Regions from separate parts of the Gossypium arboreum genome. Here region 1 is linked to region 2. Evidence: chromatin contacts called from public Hi-C data. All regions are on one chromosome and are shown on one strand. Each heading gives the region's core, a stretch centred on a gene start, on an enhancer-like site or on the middle of the called end of the contact. The rest is flanking DNA. Distances are from core to core; before and after follow the strand shown. Region 1 holds the start of LOC108461607 (probable protein arginine N-methyltransferase 6). Region 2 holds the start of LOC108462828 (pheophytinase, chloroplastic).

Region 1 (4,675 bases), core at 1,623-4,122, 420 kb before region 2:
GATATAGTGATTAATGACATTAAAACAAAACAACAGACATGCATGATCTGTTCTTTCCTGCCATGAGGGACGAGTCAGTACTTACCATGTTCCCTTTGATAGAGACATAGAGTAAACCATTATAACAAGTCTATGCTATTTATGGATCTTATCTTGCTTTCAATAATGATCATTGTAGATTTGTAGTACAAAACTTGGATATTGTATTTGATTTCTGTTTAATTTGCCAAGCAGTAATTTTAGAGGTGGTAACTTTTTTGTGCTTCTTTTATCTAGACTACGCATCTTTTGGTCATGATATGGGCTGGTGGACAGAAGAACATTTTTATGCATCAGATGCCGATGGTGATCACGTATTGAATTTAACCGAGTTCAATGAGTAAGTTCCAACTTATACAGCAAGTTCCTACAAATATACTTCCAGTGAAAAGGGTATTTTCAATTGCTGCTATTGCTATCTCCCTATTTTTTCTGCTTGGTTCTTTCCCAGCTTTATGCACCCAGCTGACAGTAAAAACCCAAAGCTACTTCAATGGTTATGCAAAAAGGAAGTAAGGTGACCTGAGTTTTATTCCTTTTCCTTTTCCCTGTTTTACATGTTATCCCGTTTTTCATTTGATCTTTTTCTTTTTCCTTCTATTATTGCCTTTCAATCACTATGACTTTTGCCCCCTTTTTTTTTCTTTTTCTCCCTTAGGGAAAGAGATGCAGACAAAGATGGGAAGGTTAACTTTGATGAATTTTTTCATGGTGTATTTGACTTGGTAATAAACCATGATCCATCTGATTACTCAATGGACGCCGAGACCCCAGCTAAACGGATGTTTAGCCAACTTGATAAAGATGGTGACAGGTGCTTGTATGAACATTTGATGTTCGGTATATGTTTGGAATGGAAACTTATTCTTTTGGATGGTTAAATACATTTCCTTTGGTTATCATTAACAGATTATTGTCAGATGAAGAGTTAGTACCAATAATTGGGAAACTTCATCCATCAGAGTGGTACTATGCTAAACAACAAGCAGATTACATCATATCGCAGGTATTTACACACCAGATAGTTGAACATTGCTAGGCATGTACGTATGCATGAGTTCTCTAGTGTTCCATTTTATTCAGCAAATACGATGTTCGTTTGTTTTAGATTAAATGTTCCTGTATAAGGAATAATTTTCTTGTGAGTCATAGTTGCTGCAAAGGTTTTGACAATGGAATGAAAAATTTGAGTTTCACTTCCTTCTCAACCAAGGCTTGACATAGAGGTTGCTACCCCTCCTTTTGGAGGAATGAAGTTTATTTGTACCGAACAAAAAAAAGAAAGCTCTGTTATTGAACATTTTTGTTAATTTAATTACAGGCAGATTTGAATAAAGACGGTCGCTTAAGCTTAGTTGAGATGATTGACAACCCGTATGTATTTTATACTGCCATCTTCAATGATAGTGAAGATGACTATGAATACCATGACGAGTTCCGCTAATTGCTAATTTCATGAGTGGTAAGAGGAGCCATCTCTAAGTTGCTTGCATCTATTTCATATTTTTTTGCGTAAACCGAGCTGCTTTCAGTATAATGTTGCAGGACACAAAAGGCAGCAATAGAATTCAAATTCTTTTCTAGCAATTGTTTATGCTTCATAAACTTTCTTACCGATACCCGTGGTGAGTTCTTGTACTCCATCATTCAATGCTGACCATTTTCGAGTTTTTATTCTATCCATCTGCTACTTCAGATTACTATTTCCTCATTGCAGGTTAAGGGCCTTAGCTTGTTCGAAAGGTGGTTTCACCATTGAAGCTGGTCCTTGAAATTTCATCTTTCTGGCATACATTTGTTAATTACAGTAGACTGATGTTTTAATGCATTAAAGTTTTTTCAAGTCTAAAATTTTGATGATCCATTTGACATATGTGTATGTCAAAATGCAGGGTCCATATAAAAGCAACATAGTTGCCATCTGGTATGGAAACTCAAAATGTGCAGATTCAAAGTTGTAAAATAATTTCATTCCATTTATTTGTTTATTCAACCACATGAAAACAACTCATGTATTTCATAATTTATTATTGTTCTGGTTGTCAAGAAGATTTTACCAATCCACCACCACATTATAATCAAATGGTTTTTTGTTGCACTAAAAAAAATGGTTTTCAAAGGTGTAAAATTATTGATTAAAAACCAACTTGAATTTGAATTCATTCAAATTCGAAAAAAACTTGAAATATCCAAATTCATAATGACTTAATTTGAAAATAGCTCCAAACGATTATACTCAAGTTGAAATGACTCAAAAATTTTAAAATTTAAATAGACACAGTCCAGATTGACTTAATAAATCATTCAACTAGGGGGACTATTTAAAATATCAAAGTCATAAATTATAGATATAGTAGAGGGATTATGTATATAAATTAATAATTCAAATTACACAAAAGGTTGAAACCCTTCCCCTATAGGTGTTTATAAGTTGAGCTGAACTATAATACAATTTAAAAGATTAAAGTCATAAATGAGATATAGTAGAGAGACTATGTATATAAATTAATAATTCAAGTATATAAAAGTTAAAATTTTTATCTAAGATTTATTTATGAGTTGAATTGGATTGAGATTTAATTCTAAAAATCTAAACTAAAGCTGAACTAATTCAAACATGTCTAAATGATTTGTTTCACTATAAAGATAATAAAATATTTTTATTTAAATTTAATTATAAATATAAATATTAATATCAGCTATTTCTATATTTTCCATTATTTTTAAACAATAAAATCGACGGATGAAACCAATTCGGTTTGAGAAATATAAGGCTAAGGTCCACCAGTTGGGCTGACCGGGCGGGTAGCCATGAACCCCTCAACCCTTGCCCTTATATATCGGATTATAAGCTGTTGTAAACGCACCGCAAAACCCCAAAACCTTAACCGCCATTCGGTTTTCATTTAACAAACAGTAACGCAAACCAGCTTTCCCTCTTTGGGTTCTTGACAAGGAAAAACGTTGTGGTTTTCTCCCTCCTCACATTGCCCGTCAATTGCTACTCTCCGGCGACTAGCAAAACATGTCTGGGAGCACAGGAGTTGGCAATGTCCCTCGCCAGCAGCAGACCTCGGGAGGGAGGCGAGGGGGAGGTCGTGGGAGGAAGGGAGGTCGTAGGTCACGTGAAGTGTTTAGGGCTTCTGAATCCCAGCACCCTCAGAAGAAGGACGCCAGCGACGATCAGCAAGACCTGAAATCACCTCCTCCCGCTTGTACGGACTTCGACGTGGCCTACTTTGAGGCTTACGCCCACATTGGTATCCACGAAGAAATGATCAAGGTCTTTTTCTTTCTTTCTTGTTCTTTCTCTTCTACGTAATTGTTCTTAACTGAGTTCATTTTGTTTTTGGTATTAATGCCTCTTGATGGATTGTGTGGAATTTCTTCCACTTCTAGCTTTATGAGTTTAGTCTTTTGGAAGCATTTTAGTGCTTGCATTTACTAGGGGAAATGGGTTATTGCCAAGATCGTGTCTTGGAATGAGAGCTTAACATTGGGAATTTAAATTTGAGTTGTTTTAGCAATGTCCTCACGTTCTTTGTTTACAAAAAATGTTGCTTTTTACTATTTATGAACTATCTATGAATTTTTTGCTACCTCGTTTAAGCAAGGTTGAATCTTGCATTTGTAATCAAAAGTTTTAGCACTTCTTTACTTGTGCTCGTTCCAATGGCGAGTTCTTTAAATTATAGTTCGATGTTTAAAGAATTTTTCTTTTTAAAAAAATAATGATGATAATAGAAATTCATGATAATCCACTGATCATACCTTATCTCTAAAAGCATACAGGATCATGTTCGAACTGAAGCTTACCGGGATGCAGTCATGCAACACCAGAGTTTTATTCAGGGGAAGGTAATGCCATTTTGTCCTTGTTATAAAACTATATGTAATCTCTCTTCTTTCTTGAAACCAAATGATACCTGGTTTTACCATATTTGGTTTGATTTTGTGTAAGATTCCTGTTTCACCTAATCACGATATTATGCTGTACTGATATTATAATCTCATCTCTGGGTGACATGCATTTATGTCTAATAGAAACATAGATACAAAGCATGCGGCTCTCAAACAGCCAAGTTGGTTTAAGGGTTCTCTCCAAATAATATTTAGCTGGTTTATTCCTCTTCCTCATTATTTATTTTGACTATTTTTGTAGGTTGTAGTTGATGTTGGATGTGGCACAGGCATTCTTTCGATATTTTGTGCTCAAGCTGGTGCAAAACGGGTATATGTTTTGAAGTTCTTATCGCATGATTGACATATTTATAGCAGAGTTATGCTTTTGAGAGTTGATTCAATCTCAACTTTTTGCACATCATGTGTACTGTTTTGAACTAATTACTGAATATCGCATTATTTAGTAAGTGCAGAGGATTGCTAGAAGTTATGTTGAACTTTCTATTTTTGGTTTCCTCTAGGTTTTTCTATCTTTCTTTCGTTGTGAACTTTATAATTTTACCATAAAGAAGACAAGGAGGCTTCAATTCAACTATTGACCAAGAGCAAATGTAGAAAGAACTGCAATTTTGTTCTTTAGTATATATATTTTTTGGAATTCTCTTGCTATCTCAAAGTTATATTCTTGTAATGTTTATGGATTCAACTAAATACAACTGTCTAATATCTTAAG
Region 2 (4,500 bases), core at 25-2,524:
AAAAGTTTAAGAAATTTTGATATAACTTTAAAATTTTGATACATCCTTAAAAATTTAGCTATAACTTTAAATATTTTGATAAGTATTTAGAAATTTAGGTTTAAGTATATCAAGACTGGTGCATGGGTTGAGGAAACAATTTGGTAAATCCTATGAAAAGTTAACTTTATAAATTTTGGTACACCAAAATGTTGAATGAATCGAGTTTGATAAGTAAGGAAAAACTTTAGAAATTTTGATAAACCCTTGATAATGTTACTATAACCTAAATCCTTAAAACTTTTCTATACAAGAAATTTTGGTAAAGCCTTAAATTTTTTAAAAACCATTAGAAATGATATAGCTTTAAAATTTTTGGTAAGTACAATTAAGTTTTGGTATATAGAAAATTCTTAGGAAAAATCATAGAAATTTTGGTATAACTTTAGAAATTATGGTGTATTAAAATATTCAATGGGTCGAGTTTGGAACTCTTAGAAATAACTTTAGAAATTTTAGTAAACTCTTAAAATGTTGGTATGGTATAGATTTTTTTTTAGATTGTAAGGAGTTTTGATATAAACTTTAAAATTATGGTATGAATGGATCAAGTTTAAAATTTTAAAAGAAAAATTTTAACAATTTTTATTATCTTAAAATTTTTGTATAACGTTAGATATTTTGATAAATATTTAGGAATTTTGATAAACTTTTAGAAATTTTGGTTTAATTTTAAAATTTTCATAAACCTTTAAAATTGTAAATTAGGTATGTAGAAAATTCTAAAGAAAACCCTTAAAATTTTGGTTTACAAAAATATTGAATGGGTTGAGTTTGTGACATTTAGGAAATGCTTTAGAAATTTTGATAAATTGCAAATAATTTTAGTATAAGTTTAGAAATTTTGGTATATTAAAATATTGAATGGAAAAGTTTAATAAATTTTGGTATAAAGGAGGGCATGTAAAATTAACATAGTTTTATGTCATCTCATAATTTTTCTTTCATTAATATTTTAATAATTTAATACATTCGTACCAATATAACAATATTAATATTAATTAAATTAAAATTCAATGGGCACTAAACTTCTTATATATATGGTTATTTTTGTTTAATGTATGAATATGTACATATATTTTAGAAAATAAAAGTAATTTAATGTAAGCTTTCATTGTATAAAAGTCCATAATTTTTTTTTTACAAATTACTAAAATTTAATAGAATAATTGTTTTCGAAAAAAAAATCTAAATATTTTAGCTTTTATCAATTATGTAAAATTTAAAACAGTGTTGAAGATAGTGAGAGGTGGGAGCAATCCGAAGTCCAAATGCAACCAATACCACACACAACTCCCCCCATATGGCAAAGGAATGAAATTTGAGTGGAACAAAAATAACAAACAGTTGAGTGGTGGGAATAAAGATGGCGGCTGCCACGGTTCTTCATGTTGTGGCGGCGGCTTTTCTCCGACCGCCGCATTCGCTGCCGCGGACGAAGGCTAAAGAACCCAGACTGAAACCAGGACTTGCTTTCCCTCACCTTTACGATAACAAGCTTCCCGTTCTCGGTCGTGGCTATGGTGTTGGTAACCGTAGTTTCATCACTTGCTATGTTGACCCATCCACTGAGTCTCGTGTCAGCGTGTTAGGGGTGAGTCAGATAAAGGAGAAATGCAGTAAGTGGCAATGGAAAGGTCGGTACTCCATCAATTACTTTGTCTCCTCATCATCTTCTACCAACCCTCCTTTGCTTCTCGTTCATGGATTTGGTGCCTCCATTCCCCATTGGCGAAGGTACCCAAACTGGAAATATCGTTGCTTTTCATTTATTTTGAAATGATTGCAGTATTTGAACTGGGTTAACAATTGTTGTAGGAATATTGACACATTGGCTCAGGATTACACTGTTTATGCTATTGACCTTCTGGGTTTTGGTGCATCTGATAAGCCCCAAGGTTTTTCATATTCCATGGAAGCTTGGGCTGAGGTATATTTCACTACACCCCAAGCTCACAAAAACATGGCGTTTAACTGTTTTAATCAAAATTAATCCTTCTAAACTCAATATTATTGTTCACAGTTGATACTAGATTTCTTGAATGAAGTTGTTCAGAAGCCTACTGTGTTGATTGGAAACTCTGTGGGAAGTCTTGCTTGTGTGATAGCTGCCTCAGGTAGTTAAAACACATAGTTTAAATCCATATATAATTTTTTTTGATGATTATATTGCTAGATACCGAACCAAATTCTACTTAGCAATTAGTTATCAATGATTACTTGCTAATTAAGTTTATTTAATACGTAAATATTTATATCATGTAAGAAATCTTAGAGAATAAGATTTCTTGATGATCAAGCAATAGGATCTTAGGTCAGAATTATGAGATAGATGTAATTTCTATGGCATATTTGTATAGGAAATGAGTTTTGTAGGGTTGTGAGAAAGAGTTTAGTAAAATATTGGGTTAATGGGGCAAAATGTATTTCATGTGTTTAAACCTAGAGAGCGTAGAAAACTGGGCTTGTTTTGGGGCTCAGGATTAGTATTTGTGTATTGCGTGTTTTGAACCCGTTGTAATCCTTGTGTTTATAGTGGAATTTTTTTCCCTCATCCCTCAATGTAGGCAACCGGAACCGAATCATCTCTTGTAATATCTATGGGGTCTCTGTATAGGAAATGAGTTTTGTAGGGGTGTGAGGAAGAATTTGGTAAAATATTGGGTTAATGGGGTAAAGTGTATTCCAAGTGTTCAAACCTAGGGAGCATAGAAAACTGCGCTTGTTTTTGGGCTCGAGTTTAGTGCTTGTCTATTGGGTGTGAGGAAGAGTTTGGTAATTTCTGTGGCATCTTTGTATAGGAATGACTTTGTAGGGTCGTGAGGAAGAGCTTGGTAAAATATCGGGTTAATGGGATAATGTGTTTCCATGTGCTTAAACCTAGGGAACATAGAAAACTGGGCATCTTTTTGGGGCTCAGGTTTAGTGTTTGTCCATTGAGTGTTTTGAATTCTTTGTAATCCTTATGTTTATGGTGGAGTTTTTCTCTTATCCCTAGATGTAGGCAACCAGAACTGGAGCATGTTAAATATTATCTCTTGTGCGTATCATGTATTCCATGTTGATCTCGCGTTTGATTGTGTTTCCACTTACAAATTTCTAATGTATATTGTGTGGAACAAGAATCTAGTCAAAACCTGGTTCGAGGGATTGTGCTGTTGAATTGTGCTGGTGGGATGAACAACAAGGCAATTGTTGATGATTGGAGGATCAAACTCCTCTTACCTTTGCTTTGGTTGGTTGATTTCTTATTGAAGCAAAGACGAATCGCCACGGCCGTCTTTGAGCGCGCCAAGCAAAGGTATTCTATTTGGTTCAACCATCTTCCTGTACTGATATTCATTGCTACTCATCCAGTTGTCTTTAATGCAGAGATAATCTAAGAAACATTTTGTTATCTGTTTATGGAAATAAAGAGTCCGTTGATGATGAACTAGTTGAGGTACAGCAATCAATCTCCTTGAGTTACCGCCTACGGTTCCTTATTAACACGAACCATTTAAACTTGATAATAATGTTCTTTTACAATGCAGATCATCAATGGACCAGCGAACGATGAAGGTGCTCTCGATGCCTTTGTCTCGATTATAACCGGTCCACCAGGGCCAAACCCTGTGCAATTGATGCCGAGAATCAACTTACCTGTCCTAGTTTTATGGGGTGATCAAGATCCTTTCACCCCTATAGATGGGCCTGTAGGTAAGTACTTCTCTTCCTTACCTTCGAAATCGTCGAATGTAAGCCTTTATATGTTGGAAGGTGTAGGGCATTGCCCCCATGATGATAAACCTGACCTAGTTCATCAAAAGTTGCTTCCTTGGTTGGCTCAAGTTACTGCTTTGTGAGCAGCCATTGATGTAATTGCTAGAAATTGGTGGCCATTTGTATAGTAGATTTTTGATCCAAGGAATATATATATATATATATATATGTATAGCAATGATATGTCATGTATATGTTGCATTGACGCTTAGCCTATAAATAAGTGTCAATTTCTTTACTATTTGCCTTTTAGAATTTCTTCATTTGACATTTGAAAAATTCATAATAGATGGATTATAGTTTAAAATGATTTTATATATTGTATGAAAGATAGAAATAATAATCTTTTATAGAAACTCTAAATGATTTTATATATTATTTTTAAAATTCATTCGTTCCATTAGTCAGATGAATCTACTTATATCAATTAGTCATTCTTTCACGTTATGCTGCTCATTTAGGGGGGTTAGGTCCATTCATTTATCATTTCTTGACCAAGGCTCTAAACACTCAAATATGGTCTCTATAACATTTCACTTTACTAAATCAAGGTGAGAACAAAAGTATTACGAAATTTCTCTTCACTAATTACTTACATGGCGTCTCAATATTAAATTTTATTTTAGTACCTTATTATTATCTTTTATTCACATATAATTTCACTTATTACTTTTTTTTTGGTGAAAAAGATATTACAAC

Evidence for each region. A called contact is a pair of places that touch in the nucleus more often than the background predicts.
Region 1: a Hi-C map of leaf shows a contact between it and region 2, with 2.6 times the contacts expected there. The contact joins the promoter of LOC108461607 here to the promoter of LOC108462828 in region 2. A contact is called at or near these places in 2 of 5 Hi-C or Micro-C datasets (both in leaf).

What each region holds. Positions count from the first base shown.
Region 1 is chr13:10,471,120-10,475,794 of ASM2569848v2, reverse strand. LOC108461607 (probable protein arginine N-methyltransferase 6) reads left to right here and starts at 2,872. Exons shown (of 13, transcript XM_053024464.1): 1 at 2,872-3,322; 2 at 3,832-3,897; 3 at 4,202-4,270. The coding sequence starts at 3,065. It overlaps LOC108463619, which reads left to right. Exons shown (of 10, transcript XM_053023892.1): 3 at 277-379; 4 at 491-556; 5 at 698-853; 6 at 949-1,045; 7 at 1,361-1,501; 8 at 1,572-1,664; 9 at 1,757-1,782; 10 at 1,932-2,088. The coding sequence ends at 1,483.
Region 2 is chr13:10,049,543-10,054,042 of ASM2569848v2, reverse strand. LOC108462828 (pheophytinase, chloroplastic) reads left to right here and starts at 1,274. Exons shown (of 6, transcript XM_017762726.2): 1 at 1,274-1,776; 2 at 1,858-1,969; 3 at 2,063-2,156; 4 at 3,163-3,340; 5 at 3,412-3,481; 6 at 3,573-4,111. The coding sequence starts at 1,406. The coding sequence ends at 3,884.